Linked DNA regions of Hordeum vulgare: regions 2 and 3 are each linked to region 1. A link is a contact called in public Hi-C data. All regions are on one chromosome and are shown on one strand. The core of a region is the stretch at or near the end of the contact, and the rest is flanking DNA. Distances in the headings are between cores, read along the strand shown.

Region 1 (3,966 bases), core at 433-2,932:
ATTGTGAAACTATGCTATTTTTTATACGTCTGCTTGTTAAATAATGCAAAACGTGCTCATATTTGTTGAAAAGGGACGGACAGCCGATCACGTCAATAAATTTAAATCCCGGACGTTGGACGCATTACCAATCTAAATGTTAAATACGACGGACGTCGAACGGACGGCAGACCCAAGGACAAAAATATTGTCCGTTTGAATCGGCGCGTTGGAGTTGCTAGGTGCTTCTAAGATCGTATTAGTGTAGAGGCTGAGAGTTGTATCTTAACGATTTTAATACATTCTTTTCACACAAAGATGTAAATTTTACATGCAATGTGTGAGCTCTTGTTTCTTTTGCGTGCAAGAACAAGCTCTTGTCCTGCGTCGGCATAAAGTCCGAGCCGCATCACAGTTGTAGTACTAGCTGCTAGCTACGTCGACGGGTGCATCTCCTAAAATCTGAATGATTGGGCCGTGAGAGCGACCCGAGCCGCCCGGTGCTTTCCAGCCACATGATCGTAGGTGGCACCGCCGGATTGGCTGGTCGCGCGCGGCTGATGTGGATACCGTAAATCTGAAGGTCTCTGTTGTCCCACGTGTCCCAGTAGGAGCCGTATGGACGTATGAGAATACGTACGTTGTGCATCTCGAGGGAGTTCGTTACAGGGAACGAGTTGTAGCGGGAGGGAAAGGAAAATGGAGGAGATGTCATCGGTCGAGGGGCCCACTCCACCGTAGTAGAGTATACGTACTATACTAGAAATATTCGCAGACAGGAACGTTCTGCGCCTATCTGTTTCGTTGTTATACTTGTCTTGATCAGAGAAAGCGACCACCGATGGTTCACGATTTCTCCGTAAGCACAAAGGCGAGACCTAACCAGCCGGGCTTCAAATTTCGGGAGCACGTTTTCTGCAAGGGGGGAGAAGAGCGGGGGAGCAGCTTATTATGCCTTCACGTCATACAGCTTGCAGGCTGCAACTAATCAGGCTACTGTTAGGAATCTCCATTTGCAGAGTAGCTGCGCGAGCTGTCTGTCTTAGCGATGATTCGCTGTCCTTGTTTGTTATTGGTGGCAATCAAGTTTCTGGGCATCTCCATTGGTGGATAAGCATGTATATACTGAACCTGTTGAAATTCCTGTCATTGTCTGTGTATACTGAATTGTTTTCTGAAAGGTAGGACTGCCAAATTGTCGGGAGTAGTCGGCGCTACAGCAAAAGTTACTTGGAGCTGCATATGCATGCATGCATTTGGAACGGACACATCGTTGATCGTTCCAAGACATCTGCAAAACCCATGCTAACTCTACACGCCCCTAGATAAAGGTCGCTATATCCTCTCTTTTTTTTTTGCCATCACTGATGATGTGTTGCTTGCCAGTGACCAGCAACGAGAAGCAACGAGAGTAGAACACTTTGGTGCGCTTTCTGAACTTTCTGCATATTCTTTTTTCCAGGGCGGTACAGCAGCAACGTAAGCGCACTGCACTGCACTGCACTGCACATACCTTAGAAAACAGCCCCTCCCCTCCAATTGATCACTAGCCACCAGTTCGTTAGGCTCCGAAAACGACCTAACGATGATGCTATAGTCGGTTGTGGGCGGCAAATTATAACCCAAAACCTCCCAAAAACTAAGCAGAAAACCTTATCCCTCGCTAATAATCAATCTGCCTCCCCCCTTAACAGGCCAAACTCGAGCTGATGATGAGCTCGTCCTCTCCCCGGCACGAGCCACCCTCTCACGTCCCATATATACCTGACCGGCCCTCCCCTTTCTCCTCACACTGAACAACTGCAGCAAGCACCGTTCAAGCTAGAGGGCACTAGGTTGAGCTAGCTTAGCAATGGCCAAGGACATTGAGGCGGCACCCCAAGGGGGCGAGTTCTCCAGCAAGGACTACTCGGACCCGCCCCCGGCGCCGATCGTGGACTTCGAGGAGCTGACCAAGTGGTCGCTGTACCGCGCGGTGATCGCCGAGTTCGTCGCCACGCTCCTCTTCCTCTACATCACCGTGGCCACCGTCATCGGGTACAAGCACCAGTCCGACCCCACCGTCAACACCACCGACGCGGCCTGCAGCGGCGTCGGCATCCTCGGCATAGCATGGGCCTTCGGCGGCATGATCTTCGTCCTCGTCTACTGCACCGCCGGCGTCTCAGGTCCGTCCGTCGATCGACCACTAGTTCTCTTAACTTCTCGCGCATACTAACTGCATGTATGCATGCATCATGCACATGCGTGTGACTGACCCGCGTTCTCTCTTCACGATGCATAGGTGGACACATCAACCCGGCGGTGACCTTCGGGTTGTTCCTGGCGAGGAAGGTGTCGCTCATCCGGGCGCTGCTCTACATCATCGCGCAGTGCCTCGGCGCCATCTGCGGCGTCGGCCTTGTCAAGGGCTTCCAGAGCTCCTACTACGTGCGGTACGGCGGTGGCGCCAACGAGCTCAGCGCAGGCTACTCCAAGGGCACCGGTCTAGCGGCCGAGATCATCGGCACCTTCGTGCTCGTCTACACGGTCTTCTCCGCCACCGACCCCAAGCGCAACGCCCGTGATTCCCACATCCCGGTGAGTACTAGTACTACTACTGAGACTGGCTACTGAAACGTCTCGCTAGTTGCATCGCTCATGGCTACTATAGCGTAGCAGTATATATACCATTAAACCATAGAGACACTTTACAGTGTCCATCAAAAGAAAAGTACACTTTAGAGTATATGGGTTTATGGCCAATGATAGAATTGGCTGCAGATCAAAGTGCTGCGGAAGTCGTTGACTTAGTATTGGAACAACTTACTTAAGAACGAGAAAACATTCTAACAAGTGTGCTCAGAAAGAATATTCTAGTAAGTTAAACTCGAATTACTGAAGTTAATAGTTGGTAAAAACTAAAAAGCGATTATCAAATCATATACTCAATTTCTACTACCAGTGCTATGAGCTTTGATACATCTACGTAAGTTTTTAACGTAAACTTACGTTTAAGATGATCTGGCATGAGTTAGTTGAAAGATAAAAACAATACAGGCCCATCCCTAAAAATCAGGGGACCGGTGATTGGTTAAGGAAATAAGGAACGTAAGTTTACGTTAGTTACTTACGTAGATATAGCATTTTTGCAGTGCTATAGTAGCAAAATACTTTTGGGAGGGAGCGCCGGAGTAGGGCAACCAAGTTCACAAATCCTGACAAAATGAAGCATTTTAATGAACCTAAATGCTAAAGTGCCCCAAAAAATGCAAGATCTATGGTCCAAAATTGACGAATCACTCTACATCAAGCACCTGCATGTGCGAATGTATCTTCTTGTCTGATCCACTGCGTGCCAATAGGCAGATAGGAAGATTCTCTCGTTCAATTAGGCACTAGTCGCTGTCTCGCCTCATCGTCTACAGAAAATCTGTGGTGGCGAATCGAAAATGATCGCCACCAATTAATGACGAGATATATTCCATGGGTAGGAACAAATTGCAGAAGTCCAGGGATAATGTCATGCCTGGACCTATTTTGTCCTTCAGATTTGTTGAACCATCCCTTTCTAGTTCCACAATTCTCAAACAAGCATGCTCTTAGTGGCTTTCTTTTGTGTTGAAATGTATATTCAATTTAGAAATAATATCTACAATTAACCTAAAAAGTATAGCAACATTTACAAAATCAGCGACTTGTTTTGTCCTTAATTAGCAGTATAATATTGAGCAAGATGCTTGCTCTTGTCAGTCTCTTTGATGTAACTGCTCAGCGTGCATGCTAGTTAAGCTGATGTGTGTTTACGGCTTGATCTGAATGTTTTGAACTTACTGATCTACTCAGGTGCTGGCTCCTCTCCCAATCGGATTCGCTGTGTTCATGGTCCACTTGGCCACCATCCCCATCACCGGCACCGGCATCAACCCCGCGAGAAGCTTGGGAGCTGCTGTCATCTACAACACTGACAAGGCCTGGGATGACCAAGTACGAGACATCAGTACATTA
Region 2 (4,319 bases), core at 426-2,925, 460 kb before region 1:
AACCCTAAGCCTTACATACAAAGAACCCTAATCCTAACATACCAACACCCATAACCATTACATACAAACAAGACTAATCCTAGCAAAGTGCAACAAAAGCTACACACCCAAAATTCATGAAGAACCAGGGTTTTCTCAAACTTGTAAAAATGTGAGCATTTTTTTGGATGAGAGGAAGGGGATCGGGGGAGATTACCTTAAAGAAGGGATTGGGGTCGAAATCCTCGGACCAAACCTTCATGTCTGCTTGATTTGGAGAGAAATTTGAGAAGGGAGGAAAAGGGAACTAGGGGCACGGAGCTAATGTTCTTCAGATGTGTGGGGGTGGGGATGGGGGAGGGCCGGCCCGCGGCTGTATCATTCAAGGTGTGGCGCCTAAGAACAAGTCGGTACACATTGCAAGTGTGGCGCCTTTGCCTTAGACGCCACCCTGCATGAGGGGGGGGGGATCGGCCGTGAGTGGGTGCCAGCATGATCGAAGGTGCGGCACCTCATGCTAAGGCGCCACAGAGTGTAGTATGGCGTCTTTGTGTGGGACGCCACACAAAAATGTTAGAGTGTGAATTTCTTTTGCTAGAGTTCATTTTATGAATTAGTTACATCAATATGTCAAATTTATCCATTTTGCCTGACTGATCATCTTCTCAACAAATCATTTTGCTGCGGTAAGCACAGTTAGCAGTAGGTGCTCTATCCATTGCGTGCTACACAAAAGAATTACGCAGTATCAGAAAACGTTCGGCGTTCTCTCGGGAAAACACTGCACAGCAGGGACGAACAATGATCAATATTCACTCATCTCATCAGCATCCACTCCTCTCTCTACCCCGGAGCCCAAAACTCGGTCAAAACAACCAACTTCTACAAGCTAGTAGCTAGCTTTATCCGAAATTCCGAATCGACATGTCAAAAGAAAACAGCTACGAGTAGTAGTGGCGACGAGGCCGGGCCCGAGCGCGTCAGGCCTGGAACCCCGTCTTCTTCCAGACCGCGTCCCTGACCTTGAGCATCCTGCCGACCCCCATCCCGTCGTTCACCGACAGCGATGCGGCCCGGCGCCGCCACGCCAGCTCGTGCGGCGGCACCACCGGGGCGCCCTCGATGTCCTCGTCGTCCGCGTCGTCCAGCTCCCAGTCCCCGGCCTGGCGCCCATGGTACTCATCCCCAAGGATCTTGGACCAGTCCGGTATGGCCACGGGCAGCGACCCGTGCGCGGCGCCGCCCCCGCCGGTCCTGTCCACCGGCTTCGCCTTCCTCCCGGGACGGGCAGACGGGACTGCACGGACCCGGGGTAGCTCGGCGCCCGACCTTGCCAGTTGTTCGGCCTCCTCTGCCGGGTTGAACGACCCCCAGATGTCTGACTCGTCGAACTCGTCGGCCGTGACGGGGCCCCTTGCCGTGGCCGGGTACCCCATGACCATGAGGCCGCGCGTGGACGACGGCGCAAAGTGGTTGTAGGCGCGCTCTGTCGCCACCGACCGCGTGCTCCTCGCCATTGCGGCCGTGCCGTGCCTGCTCTCCGTGCAAACGTACCGCGCGCGTGGAGCGGCGAGGGGAAAAACGTGAAGCAGATCGCGCAAGGAGGCGAGAAGGTTGAAGACCTGTGAAACCGCGGGCGGGCAGAAGGTAGGAAGGAAGGTGTGCGCTGGTGGTTAGGCTGGGATTTATATGAGCCGGAAGGACGAGAGCAGAAAGCGGAGGATGTGGATAAGGCCGTTTTATAGAATGACTGTTTTACCCTTGACGTTTGGGATTGCTACGTGGATGATATCTGCGCCGAACCGCTGCCGGCCGGGCCCCGCACCTCTTCGCGGTGTCAAACCGCCACGTACGTAGGTGTTTTGTGTGGTTAACAGGATTTCGGGTGGTGCTGGCGCGTTGCTATTGGCACCTGCTAACGTAGTCGACCTAGTGATTTTCATTGTGGATATTTTTTAGGTACATTTTCTTTGTGGATAAGGAAGTCAGCAATTCAGTCCTACATGATGAGAAAGTCTTATCCGAAGCGCGCCCCGAAACTAATACTGGAATAATACTACTCCCTTCGTTTTTAAATATATATGTTTGTAAAAATTTACTATCGTAGAAGACTACATACGACAGAAAATGAGTGAATCTAATTTACAATATGTCTATATGCATTTGTACGTGGTCTTCTAATGAAATTTTTAAAAAAAAATCATATTTAAAAATGAAGGAAGTAGATCGAATTTGTTGGCAATTTGTTCTCTAATCCGGTCCCCAGGGAGTTGAGTTTGTTTATTCTCCATATGGAAGTTGGCTTAGTCACAGATGTTGGATTATCTCGTCATGTTTGACATCTCTATAGAAGTATACGTGTCGGTAACATCCGCTGTGTCAGCGATATCCGTAGAATTGCTTTTGGCTGGGGCGAGTTGTACATAGACGTACTTGTGTCTAGATCACACGACGAACGTCGTGTCGAATATGGATCGAGGACTACACCGGCTTTTCTCCGCGACAAATTTAAGGCTCGCTAGCTCATGAATGTCGGCCATAATTGATGCTCCAGGCAGGCCATGCATGGGTCCCAAACTCCATGGATCAGAGCGTCAATCGATGCCGCGCACGCACGTACGTGCCGGATAGTTATCTGTTGGCAACTTTGGCCCCTGCCTGCCTGCATGCATGCATGATGATCGAGGAGAGCGGATGCATGCGACCAGAGCCGTAGACCCAGTCGCCACGCGGATCCGGGCGTACGTGTCGCCTCAGGAGTGGGTAGGGCCCGCTCGGCCACATGGGCGACCCGCTCGTGTACGCGTCGTAGGGTGCACGAGGATTAACACGGACAGTGTCGTATGTCCTGCATGCGCTTGGACTTTGGAGCCATGCGTGCGGTGTTGCCATGCTTTTGCCAAAGAGACTGAATATGATACCGGCGTTTCAACGGTTAAGTGGCTGGCATTGGCGGGTCGACAGGCGTGCCAGGCTAGAGACGAGAGCTATGCGCTGGTCCATGCACTCGAGGTTGCGATGGTGTCATCGGGTTAGAGCATCTACAGCCCGCGCGCGGTTGCCAAATCCGGAGGGACGGGACAATCCCCAAATTTCCTCGTCACATCCATATATCTTAGAACTACTTTAACTGAACGATCCATTCTCCGTCACAGTTTGTTTGAATCGTTACGGATAAAAATAAAGGTGTGACGATTCATTTTTAAAACGTGTCCGCTCCCCGTTCGCACGAACCCATTCTAGGTTTCAATTTAATACTGAAATGCGTTAACACGGACGTGTAGCGGCACGGCACGCGGCCTCTCGTGTCTGCACCCATCCATATGTGGCGTCCGGTCGACGTCTTTACTAACATGCGCCAGCGACCCTAGGCGTCCTTTTCTAATCCAAGCTTTCGGAGGGTCGGCCTTATCCTATTCCAAAAGTTATTTCCATCTAGCCACCTGCTGCCCTCTCCCCTCCTCCCCGCTTGCGACAAACCCTAGCCACCATGATGGGTTTCTTCTCCGGCTCGAGCTCTCGCAAAGACAAGGGCAAGTCCCCCACCGTCCCTGTCTGCGCGCTACCCTTGCTAGCGTCTTTTCGTCCTCCTTCGCCGTGGATCAGCATAACAGTGCACCAGGCGAGGTGGCATTGGGAGCACAACATCTCCCTCCCTTATCCTGATGTCACGTTGCTGCACGACTGACATTTGGATCCGAAGAGGATCTCAATGCCAGCGGTGCCGCGGTCGGCGCAGGCGCATGCGATGGAGGTGAGGCGCTAGCGGCAACAGTTGATGCCAGAACAACAGCGCAAGCCAGTGTACGTTGCAGACCCTGAATGGGAGGCCTGCATTGCGTCGGAGCACGAGGAGCAGCGTTGGCGTGACGTCCGCGACGTGCTGGCTGGACCGTTGCCGCCCCTTATCGTGCGTGAAGAGGACCAGGAGGCAAAGGCCGCGTACCAATATGCGCTAGCGGCCGTAGTGCATGCAAGAATGGAGGTAGCGCGCCTCAAGGAGGAGGAGGAGGGTGCGGCTTACCAGACGCAGATGACAGAGGCTATGGCGCTCTCCGCTGTCTGCGACTGCGTCATGCCGTCGGTGCCCCGCCGTCACCCGCCAATGTCGAGCCAGGGCGGCTAGCCCTCAAGCCCGAGTAATATGTCTGGGACGGGTGGTGCGCGAGTGGATCAGCGCGCCACCTTGATACGTCTCCAACATATCTATAATTTTTTATTGTTCCATTTTATTATATTATCTGTTTTGGATGTTTTATATGCATTAATATGCCTTTTTATATTATTTTTGGGACTAACCTATTAACCTAGAGCCTAGTGTCAATTTCTGTTTTTTCCAT
Region 3 (4,375 bases), core at 649-3,148, 480 kb after region 1:
CATGGATTGAAGCTTTTCATTCCATGCTCTCGAAGCTTTTTCAATGATTAGAAGAAGAGCTGGAGGAGAAAGAAGAGCGGTTGGTGGATGGATAAGGCACTGAATGTATAGCTAGAAAAGAGTCTGTTGCACATGGGTCTGGACGGATGAACAAGGACCACTTGATTAAAGCCAATCGCATGTCCCGCGCGACCGGCGGAAGACTCGACCGGCGTGCCGGGTATAAACATTTACCAAAAAGAAAAGAGGACAATTTGGTGCCGGCTATGAGAACAATGGCTCAGGCCAGTAGGTGAGTGGTTAGGGAAACATCGTATGAGCGAGTACTTGCAGTAAGATGAGACCTCCTATGTCACGCTCCTACCTTCAAACAGTTGGCGTTTCGCAATGGGGGCTTCTCGCATTGGCCGGCCCATCTAATGTTCATGAGCTGAAAGAAGGCCCTGAATTCTAAGTCATGTGCGCGCTGTGCTAGCCGCTGTGACAGGCAAACTCTTGTGCTAGATTTGCACTGCAACACCTGAAGAAACGGGCGAGACTCGCAAAAACTTGAACATTCACGACAATTCCCCAAAATCTAAAGTTCGAGTCAAGGATTGAATGGAATACCTCCTGCTACTTAACGAGGTCGCTGGCCACTCTAATTCCTAGGTATCTACGTCTAAAATGGCAGAGTACTATATCTGAACTATAAGTAGCAAGAGATTTAAACTTTTTTAAATTTTGAAAGTGATTCTCTTATTTCAAAAGGGAAATATATTTTTAAAAGTGATTATTTTTTCAAAATTGCATTCAAAATTTAAAACTCGAACATTTCTTGGGATTCTCCTATTTTTTCATGGAACAAAATGTAAAACGAGTACATTGTTTGAAATTACAAACACATTTTCGAATGTCCCAGACATTTTATGAAAAACAGGAAAAAAATCGAAACGATGAATAAATTTTCAAAAACACACATTTTTTGAATTTTCGAACAAACTTCAAAACATGAACTTTTACTTTTGAAATTCCATCACATTTGTTGAATTGGCAAAAAATGTTCACCTTTGTTTATGCACAAAATTTGAAAGTGGGAACACTTTAAAAAAAATCCGGGAAGATGAACATTTTTAAAGTGGAAACATTTTTTTAAATCCTTGAACAATTTCAAGTCATGATTTCTTTAAATGTTTGTGAAAAAACTGAACGTGGGAACATTTGTTTTATTCTGCATTTTCTTTATCAAAAATGATTTTTTTATATATTTGTGAACACAGTTTGAAATTGGGAACATTTTCGGATTTTTAGAAAATGCAAACATTTTTAAATTTAAAACTATATATTTAAAATTTGGAACATTTTTCATAAGAAACGAACAAATATTTGAAATTCTAAACTATTTGTAATTTATGAACAAAATTTGAAGACAAGAACATTTTTCTTATATATGTACACAATCTAAAAAAGACAAACATTTTTGAATTTATGAACATTGTTTTAACTATTTTTTTTTTACAAAACGTGAATAATATTTGGAAACACACTTATTTTTTCTGAAGCTCGCTTGAATTAAATTAAAAACACATACATATTTTGAAATTTGCGAGCACATTTCGAAATCTAGAATTGTTTTTGCAAATGTGAACATTTTATGAACCTCCATAACTTGAAATGAACGGAACGAAAAGAAAAAATAAGATATAGAAAGAAAAGTAAAAAACAGAAAAGGGAAAAAAATGAGAGGAAACAAATAATAGGGAAAAAATAAAAGAAGGAAATTTATAAAAACTAACAGAACATCCAGTGCAGTAACCTTCTAGAATTTCAAAACCAGAAAATACTGTCTGGGACCTACACAAGGTTCCTAAAACCAGGTCATAGCAATCATTAACGGGCCGGTCCATGTTGCGTCGCTCGCTCATCAATCCTGTGCGAAACCTTGACAGTTTAACAGAGGAAACCCTATTTAGCGCCACAGGCGCCGGTTCCGGACAATTTTTAATAAAGGGAGCCTGCAGTTAGAGATCCGAACTGAGTTTTAGCCTGTGAACTTTGTTCCAAATTGATGGACTTTTTCCAAAATTGGTGAACTTTTGTCAAAATAGATGATTTTTTTTGAATCGATGAATTTTTTGCAAATAGGTTACAATAATTTAAAATTCCTGAACTTCTTTCAAAATCAATGAACTGTTTTTAATAATTGAGGAACTCCTTTTGAAAATCTATGATTTGTTTTTAAATTCTTTGAAAATTTTGAAAATATATAAACATATTGAAAATATCGGTGGAATTTTTTATATAATCATTGAACTTTTTTCAGAAAATTGCACTTTTTTGAAAGTCTTATGAACTTTTTTCGATTATTAAAGGACCAACACATTCTATATGGGCCGGGCGACCATAAGGAACGTTGAAGGCGCCGTGTAGGACCTCCCATTTGATAGAGCCTCTGTCATACAGTATAAGATTTTCCCAGTAAGGTTATTCCTGTCAAGCAGGGGTATACATATGGGCCGGGCCATTATCCGTTCATTTTTCTTTTTTCTACTTCCTTTTCCTTTTTCTTTTTCTATTTTAAGTTTTTCTTTTTAGTTTTTATTTTATTCTTTTTTTTTGATTTTCCTTTTCCTTTCCTTTTGTTTTTGTTTTTTCCTTTGATTTTTATTTTGTCTTTTTTTCTTTATGATCTCACTTGTATTGCATATTTTCTTATCAAATACTTGAAAAAAATTGTTCATCGGATACAAATAACGTTACCTAAAAAAATGTTTATAGAATAAATTTTTTAGTCATCAGTTATTAACACTGTTCATAGAAATAATAAAATATTTAGGCAAATAAGAATTTGTTCATCGATTTTCAAACAGTGCTCATCAAATTCATAATTTGTTTATGCTTTTTTCCCAAAACAATTATTCTGTATACAATTTTTGTTCATAAAGTTACAAAAAAGTCTTCATGAAAATAAATTTTGGTTTATCAAATATGAAAAACTTCATCATTGCTAAAAAATGTTACAAAAAGTTATACATTAGAATTAAAGAATATTCAATCAAAGTAGAAAACATTCATTCTTTCGAAATAAAGGGCATTTTTGGAAATCATGAACATTTAATTGAATCTATTAAAATTATTTATGAAATTTCTTACTGTTATTTGAATTCAACAGTACTTTTCCAATAGAAGAACATTTCGTTTCAATATATTGAATATTTTCTTAGCCATGAAAACATTTCCTTTTTCAGAATTCACTTGTGAAAAGACAAGAAGTTATTCTCTGTAAAATTACGATTTTTACAAAAGGAAAAAATTAAAAAATAATAATTAAAAAACAGAGACGTCTTGCCCCCTCATGGGCCCGATAAGGACGCGCGGGAGATAGGAGGTGCTATGTGGTTCCCTAGGCCGGCCCAATTAGTAGCTACCAGCGGTGTAAAAAGTACACATTCCAAATTTCACTCCCACCTTCCCGGGTTGCGACAAGTGATACACTGCATGCGTGCCACTTGTCGCAATCCCGGAAGTTTTATTTTTGGTATATCCGTACTTTCAAAACGTTTTATCTCCTAAACCGTGCATCCAGGTCTCGAATCATTTTCATCGCTGGGTTTCTTGCATCGACATATTAAAACTAGATCCCGTGTTAATACGTCTTGACAAACTTTTTTTCCACAAAAACACGTACCAAAAAAATCATGCCTTTCATGATAGAAAAATAAAGAAAATACGTTTTTTCGCCTTTTGTCCTTTCGGAGAGGCACGGATGTGCCCACGAGGCAAAATCATACCTCTCGCAGGAAAAAATCGTTTTTTCTTTTCCAGAGTCACGGGCGTGCTTCTCGCGAAAAACTCTCCTAGAAAATGCGTTTTTTCCTTTTCGAGAGGCACTATCGTGCCTCTCGCGAAGGCAAAATCATGCCTCTCGTGAAAGCAAAATCATGCCAGTCGCGAAAGGAAAACCGTGCCTTCAAAAAAACAGAGAACGTGTTTTTTTATTTTCGAGAGACACAGTGAAACCGTGACTCCCGCGAAAGTAAAATCATGACTCTCGCAAAAGCAAAACCAAAGCTCTCGTCGAAAAAATAAAAAACACATTTTTCGTGCAATTATTTGTTCGTGAACAAGCTAAGAAAGACCGATGAAAAACCGAAACACCAAAAAAAAGGAAGAAAAACATTCTAAAAAGCCTAAACTCACACGGAAAAATAAAAAAACAAAATTCATAGGAAGCACTCAGAGCACGACACATGACGACGGCTGAAAACGCGTCAAGTGACGGTGCACGGGAGTGCTCACTAGAGGGCTCTCGAAGGAGCGCTTGCTGACTAGTTGCTCTCAAAGCACGACAAAAAAAGCATGCATGACTCAAATGCACGAACCACGAATTGTAGAG

Evidence for each region. A called contact is a pair of places that touch in the nucleus more often than the background predicts.
Region 2: a contact with region 1 is called in a Hi-C map of seedling, with 4 times the contacts expected there. The contact joins the promoter of LOC123402497 here to the promoter of LOC123404010 in region 1. A contact is called at or near these places in 4 of 6 Hi-C or Micro-C datasets (leaf and seedling) and 1 of 1 datasets of contacts at active chromatin or transcription factors (embryo).
Region 3: a contact with region 1 is called in a Hi-C map of seedling, with 6 times the contacts expected there. The contact joins the enhancer-like site here to the promoter of LOC123404010 in region 1. A contact is called at or near these places in 2 of 6 Hi-C or Micro-C datasets (leaf and seedling).

Annotation. Positions count from the first base shown.
Region 1 is chr6H:380,626,855-380,630,820 of MorexV3_pseudomolecules_assembly, forward strand. It overlaps LOC123404010 (probable aquaporin PIP2-2), which reads left to right and starts at 1,683. Exons shown (of 4, transcript XM_045097910.1): 1 at 1,683-2,147; 2 at 2,264-2,559; 3 at 3,805-3,945. The coding sequence starts at 1,832.
Region 2 is chr6H:380,162,589-380,166,907 of MorexV3_pseudomolecules_assembly, forward strand. It overlaps LOC123402497, which reads right to left and starts at 1,676. Exons shown (of 1, transcript XM_045096420.1): 1 at 726-1,676. The coding sequence starts at 1,496. The coding sequence ends at 960.
Region 3 is chr6H:381,106,778-381,111,152 of MorexV3_pseudomolecules_assembly, forward strand. No RefSeq gene overlaps it. Among protein-coding and RNA genes, the nearest start is that of LOC123404600, 170 kb to the right of the region's middle. Within about 2 kb of position 1,899, at least 3 of the 3 cell types and tissues checked have open chromatin away from gene starts, as enhancers often do. A contact at or near this core is called in leaf and seedling, where this site is marked.